2 separate regions of the Mus musculus genome follow, and region 1 is linked to region 2. Evidence: chromatin contacts called from public HiChIP or PLAC-seq data. All regions are on one chromosome and are shown on one strand. Each heading gives the region's core, a stretch centred on a gene start, on an enhancer-like site or on the middle of the called end of the contact. The rest is flanking DNA. Distances are from core to core; before and after follow the strand shown. Region 1 overlaps Cngb3 (cyclic nucleotide gated channel beta 3). Region 2 overlaps Gm42258 (a long non-coding RNA gene).

Evidence for each region. HiChIP or PLAC-seq counts read pairs in DNA pulled down with a chosen protein or histone mark.
Region 1: an H3K27ac HiChIP or PLAC-seq map of embryonic stem cells shows a contact between it and region 2, with 5 times the contacts expected there. The contact joins two enhancer-like sites. A contact is called at or near these places in 1 of 115 datasets of contacts at active chromatin or transcription factors (embryonic stem cells) and 2 of 9 other capture datasets (embryonic stem cells and liver).

The regions. Positions count from the first base shown.
Region 1 is chr4:19,332,850-19,337,579 of GRCm38.p6, reverse strand. The region is part of intron 3 of Cngb3 (cyclic nucleotide gated channel beta 3); the gene reads right to left. Among named protein-coding and RNA genes, the nearest start is that of Cngb3, 54 kb to the right of the region's middle. Within about 2 kb of position 1,914, at least 2 of the 459 cell types and tissues checked have an H3K27ac peak or open chromatin away from gene starts, as enhancers often do. A contact at or near this core is called in embryonic stem cells, where this site is marked.
Region 2 is chr4:19,134,885-19,140,086 of GRCm38.p6, reverse strand. Gm42258 (a long non-coding RNA gene) reads right to left here. Exons shown (of 5, transcript XR_881142.1): 3 at 3,857-3,959; 4 at 2,651-2,692; 5 at 2,355-2,423. Among named protein-coding and RNA genes, the nearest start is that of Gm42258, 15 kb to the right of the region's middle. Within about 2 kb of position 2,221, at least 8 of the 459 cell types and tissues checked have an H3K27ac peak or open chromatin away from gene starts, as enhancers often do. A contact at or near this core is called in embryonic stem cells, where this site is marked.

The DNA of each region.
Region 1 (4,730 bases), core at 665-3,164, 200 kb before region 2:
GCATACAGACATTAAACAGACTGGAGCAGAAAGAAAGTCCCTTTGATGCATAACAATCAAAACACTGAACATACAGAACAAAGATAATTCTAAAAGCTGCAAGGGAAAAGAACAAGTAACATATAAAGGCAGGCGTGTTAAAATAATAGCATATGATTTTTCATTGGAGACTCTAAGAGCCTCAAGACTTTGGATGAATGTTTTAGAAATTCTGAAAGGTCACAGATGCCTGCCCTGGACACTATTTCTAGCAAAAATTGTAATAGAGAGAGACATCATGGTAAAACAAAATTCAAGTAGTATCTATTTACAAATGCAAATCTACATAATAGGATAGAAGGATAACTTTAACCAGAGTGGTTAACCACACTCAAGAAAACACATAGAAAACCAAAACAGAACCCCAAAAACCCTATGATCTGCAAATCAAAAAAAAAAAAAAAATCATACCATCACAACAAAATAAGGGATATCAAAATAGGGATATCAAAATCCTATTTATTGATAACTCTACTAGTAAGTAATCTCAATCTCCCCAAAAGGACTCAGACAAAGAAATTGCATATGAAAAAATTCATTTTTCTGCTGCATCCTAGAAACACACCTTAATATCAAGAACAGACATCACCTTACAGTAACAGCCTAGAAACAGATATTCCAAGTAAATGTACCCAAGAAGCAAACTGGTGTAGCCATTTTAGCAGCTAACAAAATAGATGAAGAGACAGATAAGGAAACTGTATACTCATCAAAAGAAAAATTCTACCAAGAGGATATGACAAACCTAAATATCTATGCACCAAGCAAAAGGACGTAAGCATTCATACAAGAAACATTACTACAGATAAAATTATACAATGACCCTTACACAATAATAATGGCTGACTTCAATACCCTACTCTTGCCAATAGATAGAACATCCAGACAAAAATTAAACTAAGAAATTCTAGCACTAAATGGCACCATAAACCAAATGGAACTAATAGATATTTAGAGAACATTTCACCCAGACACAAAAGAATATACCTTCTTCTCAGAGCACATAGAACTTTCTCCAAAATTGACTATATACCTGGACACTAAACAAGTCTCAACAAATACAAGAAAATTTAGATAACACCCAGTTTCCTTTTTGACCACAATGGATTAAGGCTGGATGTCAATAACAACAGAAACAAAAGAAAGCTTACAAATTTGGGGAAGTTGAACAACACACAACTGAATGAAAAATGGGTCAAGATGGAAATGAAGAGAGAAATTGAAAATGTTGAATTGAATGAAATTCAAATGCAGCAGACCTAAACTTATGGAATACAGTGTAGGGGCTTCTGAGAGGCAAGTTCACAGCTGTGAGTGTCCACATAACAATATTGGAGAAATCTCATATTAGTAACTTAATGATACACCTGAAACCTCTAGAACAAAAGAAAAAGTAACCCTCAAAAAGAGTAGATGAAAATAAATAATTAAACTCAGGGATGAAATAGAAAAAAAAATACAAAGAATCAATGAAACAAAGAGTTGGTACTTTGACCAACACTTATCCAATTTAACTAAAAGGCAGAGAGAGAAAATCCAAATCAACAAAATTAGAGATGAAAATGGGGGACATAAAAACAGATGCCAAGGAAATCTAGAAAATCATAAAAGCATACTTTAAAAACTTCTACTCCACCAAATTGGAATATCTTAAAATGTGGATTGTTAGGAGACAGTTCCTGAGCACAGCCATCTCATTAGTTGTTGTGCCAGGAAGTGTTCATTAACCCCAAATGACCACCCAGGAGCTGACTTCAGTGTAGATGTAATAGCACTATGGTATTTTATTTCCAAGCTAGAGCTTGGGCCACACCACATCAGTAATGCAGCAGGACAGGAAGGTGGAGCTCTTAGCAGGACAAAGCTTTATAGGAAATGGCAATTAAGGAGGGATTTCATCCTGTCAAGCATCTAATTGTGTGACTATTGTAAGCTGACAGGTGAGGGCTCTGAAGCAAAACCATGAACCATTATAAATGGTCTGAAAGTACATCTGAAATGATCAGACTAATCTTTGATTGGCTGTTGCTAATAAGTAGCTAGGGTGTGGCCAAGGACAAACCATGATGTCCTTCCTGGTACTTGGGTTCAGCTTGGGTTCAGCTCTAGGTCAAGTTCCCAGTGTAGAGGAATGCCAGGGCCAGAAAGCAGGAGTGGGTGGGTTGGTGAGCAGGGGGCTGGGGGAGGGGATAGGGGAGGGGATTTTTGGAGGGGAAACCAGGAACAGGGATAACATTTGAAATGTAAATAAAGAAAATATCTAATAAAACAAAACAAAAGAAACAAATAGACAAAAAAAAAGATAATTTTCTGGATATATACCATCTACCTAAGTTAAGTTAAAATCATATAAGCAACTTAAACCTATAACCCCTAATGAAATAGAAGCAGTAATTAAAATTCTTCACCACCCCTCAAACAACAACAACAACAACAACAACAACAGCAACAACAACAACAAACCAAGAAAACAAACCAGCAAGAAATAAATGTAAAAGCAAGCAAGCAAGCAAGCAAGCAAGCAAGCAAGCAAGCAAGCAAGCAAGCAAGAACAGATTGGGAGTTGGCTTTAACTCAGAATTGTATCAGACTTTCAAAGAAGAGTTATTGTCAATACGCCTTAAATTAGTCCACAAAATAAAAACACGAGAAACATTGCCCAATTCTATTTATGAGGAAGCAAGTCCCCTGACCCCTAAACCACCAAAAAGCCTAACAAAGAAAATCATAGACCAATCCTTCCTTCCTTCCTTCCTTCCTTCCTTCCTTCCTTCCTTCCTTCCTTCCTTCCTTCCTTCCTTCCTTCCCTCCCTCCCTCCCTCCCTCCCTCCCTCCCTCCCTTCCTTCCTTCCTTCTTCCTTCTTTTCTTCCTTCCTTGCCTCTCTCCCTCTCTCTCTCTCTCCTTTCTCCCATTTTCCTTCAGTCCCTCCTTTTTTTTTTTTTTTAACCTTATAGGGCTTTTGCTTATGTTATGGTTTTTGGTCTGTGTTTTACTTAGATTTCCGTGTGTGATAATGTGTGTGTGTGTTTGTGTGTGTATCCACATGTGTTTCTTATACTTTTCTTTGGCTCTTTTCTTCTGATTGTTTGTTTGTTTTGTTCTATTCCAATTTGCCTGTTTTTACTTTACCTTATTTTAATATTATTTATATATACCCGTTTGTTTTGTAACCAAGGTTATGGATTTGTGTAGGAGAGGAAATGGAAATTATTATCAGGACATCTATGTGAAAAAATATTTTCAATAAAAGAAAAAGTCAGTGTCATTCCAAAAAATGTTTCCTTCCTCTTTTCTCTTTTATGGATTTTAGGAAGTAGCTATTTTTAAGGTAGGTTGAGAGGATCAATAATTCTCCTATCTGAGACCTAGTCTCCAGAGTGTGTGTGTGTGTGTGTATTTCTACTTGAAGCTATGTTACATTGTTCTAGTATCTGCACTTAAAACACCTTTGACAATGAACACTATACATTTCAGAATATTCTTTTAGGCTATTACGTACAAAAACATGGTTTATTTCAGGGTATGGATATTTCTAAAAAAATTGGTGTCATCTGATTTTTTAAAAAAGAATAACCATTAAGATATGCAAAAGTTGATTTTATACCTTCTTTTTTTCAGCACTTTAAAAACATTTCTGCTAATGTGAGCAGTCCAAATATGGAGGAATATTGGTGAGCATGTTCGATTACTGTGAGGCCAATGTGAGCACATCTGCTCGTTCTCACCTTCTAACTGATGCGTTTGAAGCCGTAGTCTTCTGTTTTCATCTACTCACATGTCTTTTATGTGTCACGTAGCTGTTAAAAGAGTATTGTTTTGAGATAAGCTAATTATCCACATAAATTCTTGTCATTTCTTTGGGCTTCAAAACTTGAGGATTTGATGAAAATTCGTTTTAATTTGAATATAGCCAAGCTAATTTTACTTTTAGCTCCTGAGATCCTTTTGAGTCTTCTGTATGAGGGAAGAAGGTAAAATCTCGGGGCAGATGCTACACCACGGAGCCTTTTATCTTCCTTTGAATAATCTTTCTTATAATTTGTGATATATTGTCATCTTTGTCCTTCTTTAACAAATTTGTTCTCTTTTTATTTATGATATTTTTATTTCACATAAGACTAACCAGTTTCACAACCCCAACTACGTAAAACAAACCTGTAACTGTATTTATAGGCTCATCACAGTAATCATTTCTCTTAAGATAAAAGCGCCGTCAGAGAGAAATTAAAGACAATGTTCTGTTAATCAGGAAATTTGGAGTTGGGAGGAGAACAAGAAATTAACAGCTTCAGGTTATATTTTATTTTATTTTTTCCTGAATAGGAATTCTCTGATATCGGAGAATTGAATTTCTATTGTAATCATTCTCTCCCTTTGATCTCCAGCTTTTCCGGTTCCGCAAGGGAATCGAGAAGAGGAACGCTAGAGGGCAGTAAAGGCGCATTTTACAGACGCGAGACTTGCGGCTTTTCAGAGGTGGTTCTGAGCCAAACTCCAGCTTTGTTGTGACTGATTTCTTCCGTGCCTGGTTCTTAGATTAATCCACGCTTTGGTTCAGGAGCCCCCTGTGTAGAGGGAGCAGCGCTGGGCGGATGGTTGAATGCTGCCAGAGAGTACTACAAACAAGTTAAGCCTTGTTTGGTTCTTGTGGTGTGAACTTATTTGTATTTTTTCAGCAAAGAATGAGAAT
Region 2 (5,202 bases), core at 972-3,471:
CCAAAAGCAATCTACAGATTCAATGCAATTCCCATCAAAATTCCAACTCAATTCTTCACTGTGTTAGAGTGGACAATTTGCAAACTCATCTGGAATAACAAAAAACCTAGGATAGCAAAAATTCTTCTCAATGATAAAAGAACCTCTGGTGGAATCACCATCCCTGACCTAAAGCTTTACTACAGAGCAATTACTCTGGTACTGGTGCTGCATGGTACTGGTTCAGCAAGAGACAGGTAGATCAGTGGAATAGAATTGAAGACCCAGAAATGAAACCACACAACTATGGTCACTTGATCTTTGACAAAGGGGCCAAAACATTCCAGTGGAAAAAAGACAGAATTTTTAACAAATGATGCTGGCTCAACTGGCTGTTCCCATGTAGAAGTGATCCATTCTTATCTCCTGGTATGTAGCTCAAGTCTAAGTGGATCCAGGAACTCCACATAAAACCACAGACACTAAATCTTATAGAGGAGAAAGTGAGGAAAAGCATTGAAGATATGGACTCAGGGGATAAATTCCTGAACAGAACTGCAATGGCTTGTGCTGTAAGATTGAGATTCAACAAATGGGACCTCATAAAATTGCAAAGCTTCTGCAAGGCAAAAGACACTGTCAATAAGAAAAAAAAGGCCAACAACAGACTGAGAAAAATCTTTACCAATCCTAAAATTGATAGGGGGCTAATACCTAATAAATGCAAAATACTCAAGAAGTTAGACTCCAGACAACCCAATAACCCTATTAAAAATAGGGTATAGAGCTAAACAATGAATTCTCAACTGAGGCAAACTGAATGGCTGATAAGCACATTAAAAAATGTTGAATATCCTTAATTATTAGGGAAATGCAAATCAAAACAACCCTGAGATTCCACCTCAAACCAGTCAGAATGTCTAAGATCAAAAACTCACATGACAGCAGATGCTTGCAATGATATGGACAAAAAGGAACACTCCTCCAATGCTGATGGGATTGCAAGTTGGTACAAATGCTCTGGAAATCAGTTTGATGGTTCCTTCAAAAATTAGACACTGTACTATCGGAAGATCCAGCAATACCTTTCTTGAGCATGTACCCAGTATATGTTCCAACTAGTAATTATGTCACATGCTCCAGTATGTTCATATCAGCCTTATTTATAATAGCCAGAAGCTGGAAAGAACTCAGATGCCCCTCAACAGAGGATGGATACAAATAATGTGGTACATTTACACAATGGAGTGCTATTCAGCTATTAAAAACAACAAATTTATGAAATTCTTAGGCAAATGGATGAATCTAGAAGATATCATCGTAAGTGAGGTAACCCAGTCACAGAAGAACACATATGATATGCACTCACTGGTAAGTGGATAGTAGCCCAGAAGCTCAGAATAGCCAAGACACAATTTGCAAATCACATGAAACTCAAGAAGAAAGAAGACCAAGGTGTGAATACTTCGATCCTTCTTAGAAGGGGGAACAAAATACCCATGGAAGGATTTACAGAGACAATGTTCGGAGCAGAGACTGAAAGAATGACCATCTTGAAACTGCCCTACCTGGGGTCCATCCCATAAATGCCCAACAAAACCATATACAATTGCAGATTCGAACAGGTTTGCTTACAGTAGTCTGATAAAGCTGTCTCCTGAGAGGTTCTGCCAGTGCCTGAGAACTACAGAAGTGGATTCTTAAAACCATCTATTGGATAGAGCATAGGGTCCCCAATGAAGACATTAGAGAAAATACCCAAGTAGCTGTAGGAGTTTGCAGGAGTAGGAAAGGGTAGGAGGAACAACAACATGAACTTACCAGTATCCCTAGAGCTACCTGGGACTAAATCACCGATCAAAGAAAACACATGGTGGGACTCATGGCTCTACCTGCATAAATAGCAGAGGATGGCCTAGTCGGTTATCAATGGGAGGAGAGTCCCTTGGTCCTGTGAAGGTTCTATGCCCCAGTGTACGGGAATGCATGGGCCAAGAAGTGGGAGTGGGTGGTTTTGGGAGCAGGGCTAGGTGAGGAGTGTTGGGAGCTGGCCCGAGGCTCACATGGACTGGGGTTACTCCTAGAAGGCAAACTGGGACTGAAAAGACAGAAACTAGGTGGTGGAGAGAAATAATGGAGCCAAGTCAAGGTTCCTGATCAAGGCTCCAATGTTTAATAGCAATCTGTGCTTATAAAGGGGCTGTGGAGGGGGAGGCCCATCCCCTGCTAATCCATTCTTGGTGCCTGGAACCAGCTTCAGGTGAAGACTGCAGGATAGAGTGTAGTCTCCAGAATATCTCAGGGGCCTCTCAGTAGGTAGCAGTGTCTTGGAGGAGCAGTGGCAGGTGGCAGAACAATAGAGCCATCTAGGCAGGAAGGCTCCACCCCAGGTGGTCTCCTTCTTAGTGGCAGCAAGGTCAAAGTCTTGATCAGCCTGTTTCAGGCTGTGGGAGGTTACAGGGGAGAGGATAGAGGATTTTAGAAACTAGGAAAGGGGATAACATTTAAAGTGTAAATAAAGAAAATGTCTAATAAAAAATACTTGAGTTCTAGCTAAAGCAATAAGACAATTTAAGGAGATAGAGGGGATACAATTTGGAAAGGAAGCAGTTAAAGTATTGTTATTTACAGATGATATGATAATTTGCATAAGTGGGCCTAAAAATTTCACCTGGGAATCTCCTGTGGATGTTCAATACTTTCATTGATGTGGCTGGATACAAGATTTAAAAAAAAAAAAATCAGTAGCTTACTTATATATAAATGACAAATGGACTAAGGAAATAATGAATGAAACAACATCTTTCACAACAGCCTTAAATAACATAAAATACCTTCGGGTAACTCTATCCAAGCAAGTCAAAGACTTATATGATAAAAACTTTAAGTCTTTGAAGAAAGAAATTGAGGTGGATATCAAAATAGAGAGATTTACCATGTTTATAAGCAGTAGAATTAGCATAGTGAAAATGGCCACCCTAGTAAAAGAAATCTACAGCTTCAATGCAATTGCCATAGAAAATCCAACACAATTCTTCACAGATATTGAAAGGACAATATGTGACTTTATAGGAAAAAGCAAAGAAACCAATATAACTGAAATAATCCTGAATAATAAAAGAACTATTGGAATTATCACCATCTCTGATTTCAAACTGTACAGTACAGTATAGTACAGTAATAAAAACTACAATGGATTGGTATAAAAATAGATTGATTAGTGGAATCAAATTGAAGTTACAGGTGCAAATTCAAACATATTTGGACATCTTCATTTTGATAAAGTAGCCAGAGGTCTACACTGGAAAATAATACAGAATCATCAATAAATCAAGCTGATCAAATTGTATGTTATCTTGTAGAAGAATGCAAATCGAACCCTATTAATGACCCTGCACAAATTCAAGACCTAGTGGATAAAAGACCTCATTGTTTATCTGAAGAGAGGTTCAGATTCATTGACCTTTTCAATATGAAAAGTAGTTAACCATTGACTTAGAATTTCAAATAATCCATGCACAATTTCAACTGTGAGGGAAATAATATATGTGTTTAGAAAGAGGATATTTTTCTGAATACCTACCAAACATTCAGTTTTCTCATTTCTTTAAATAAGATGCATTGTCATTTTTGTTCTCAGTTATTAGCAAGAAGAAAATATTAGTCATGAAAAAATGTAATGTGACATCACTTTTATTGTACTGGATTATAAGACTTTAGAAGCTTAGTTGTTTCCTTATATTTATGTCAATTTTGAAAAGTAATCCTATAAAACCTGACCTGAGAAATACTTCCATGGCCCCTTGAAGAATAATTCATATCATACCATAACACTGTGTGGCTGGTTTTTAAATGTTCATGTCAATCTTATATTTACCCCATCTCCAAGCATTGACACAGTTGTCAAACTCTCATGACCATTCAAAAGTTTATGTGTAAGTTCCACTGTGAGATTCAATGTAAACTTGTAGCTCTGAGCCCTGCAAAATAAAAATGAAAATTACATCCTCCAAACATAAAATGGTAAGCCAGTGTCTATGCTCCTATTAAAACGTGGAAAGGATAAAAATACAGCAAGGAGTAACTGAGCCAAAGCAATACAGAAAACACATAATAAATTCTGTAACTTCATGTTCACCATTCAAGCTCCAAATAACTTGGGCAGAAATTCCCCCCCCCCCCACCTCCACCCCTTGGCTTTTCTGGTTGCAGTACTCATTTTAGCCATATTGTTGCCTGAAGCTTTGCTTGGTAAAAGTTTCATATTGGATTTTCTAGTTTTGAGGGTGTTCACTGTGTCTTCATCTCTACTCTTTCAACTTTATGTGTACTGCCTTCTTAAGAGTTTCTCACTGGGAATTTGACTCTGGTATACATTATCTTGTTTTCTAAGCTTCCTTCTGCAATATTTGTGGAAGCCTCCATGTAATGCTTGAATTCAATTGACCTCATATGGAAAATATCAAGCACTGTAGCCATCTTAAGCAGTAGTAGGGATGTCTTAGGTCATGACAGCAGTGGGCTCTGAGTGCTTGTATGGCTAAACATGACACATGTAATACAAGTCCTGGGAAGACAGCTCTTTAGACATCCCTGTGCATGAAAGTGTCTTGAATTTTCTCTCTTCAGAAGGCGCAGTCTTTTAAATGAGAGACTGTGACTGGTAGGGTTTACTGATTTCTGAGTTGTTCCAGGAAAAACTACTTTGCTTTCTTAAAGGAAACTGATATTTTTAAAAACTATACCCTATCTCCCAAACCCTGAGTCAAAATAAATTCCTTCAGTTGCTTTATCAGACATTTAATCATGACAAATCCAAACAGTGCTTCTGTATATTTTTTCCTAATGCTTATACTAACTTGGTGAAAAACGACTACTATTGCCAATGCCACAGCCTCATGTTCTGTCACACCGGAGGAGTCTTACTTATTTAGATTTTCTTAGATTCAACCTCTGGATCTGTCTCAGGCTGGCTATGAATTTACAAAGCCATCACTCTTCTACCTCTGTCTTCTTCCTATCTCCCAAACATTAAACCTTTGATTTTCAAGTGCAAGTGTTGCAGTTATGTTCCATAATATCTAGCTTAATTTGCTTATTATGTTTAAACTCTGCCTCTCTGAAAGTCTAAGTACAAGAACAGAATACAGATCGGTTCTCTTCCACAGTGTCACACAAATGGGATCCAGCCTAATTTTCGAGAGAATCCTAATTACCATCTGA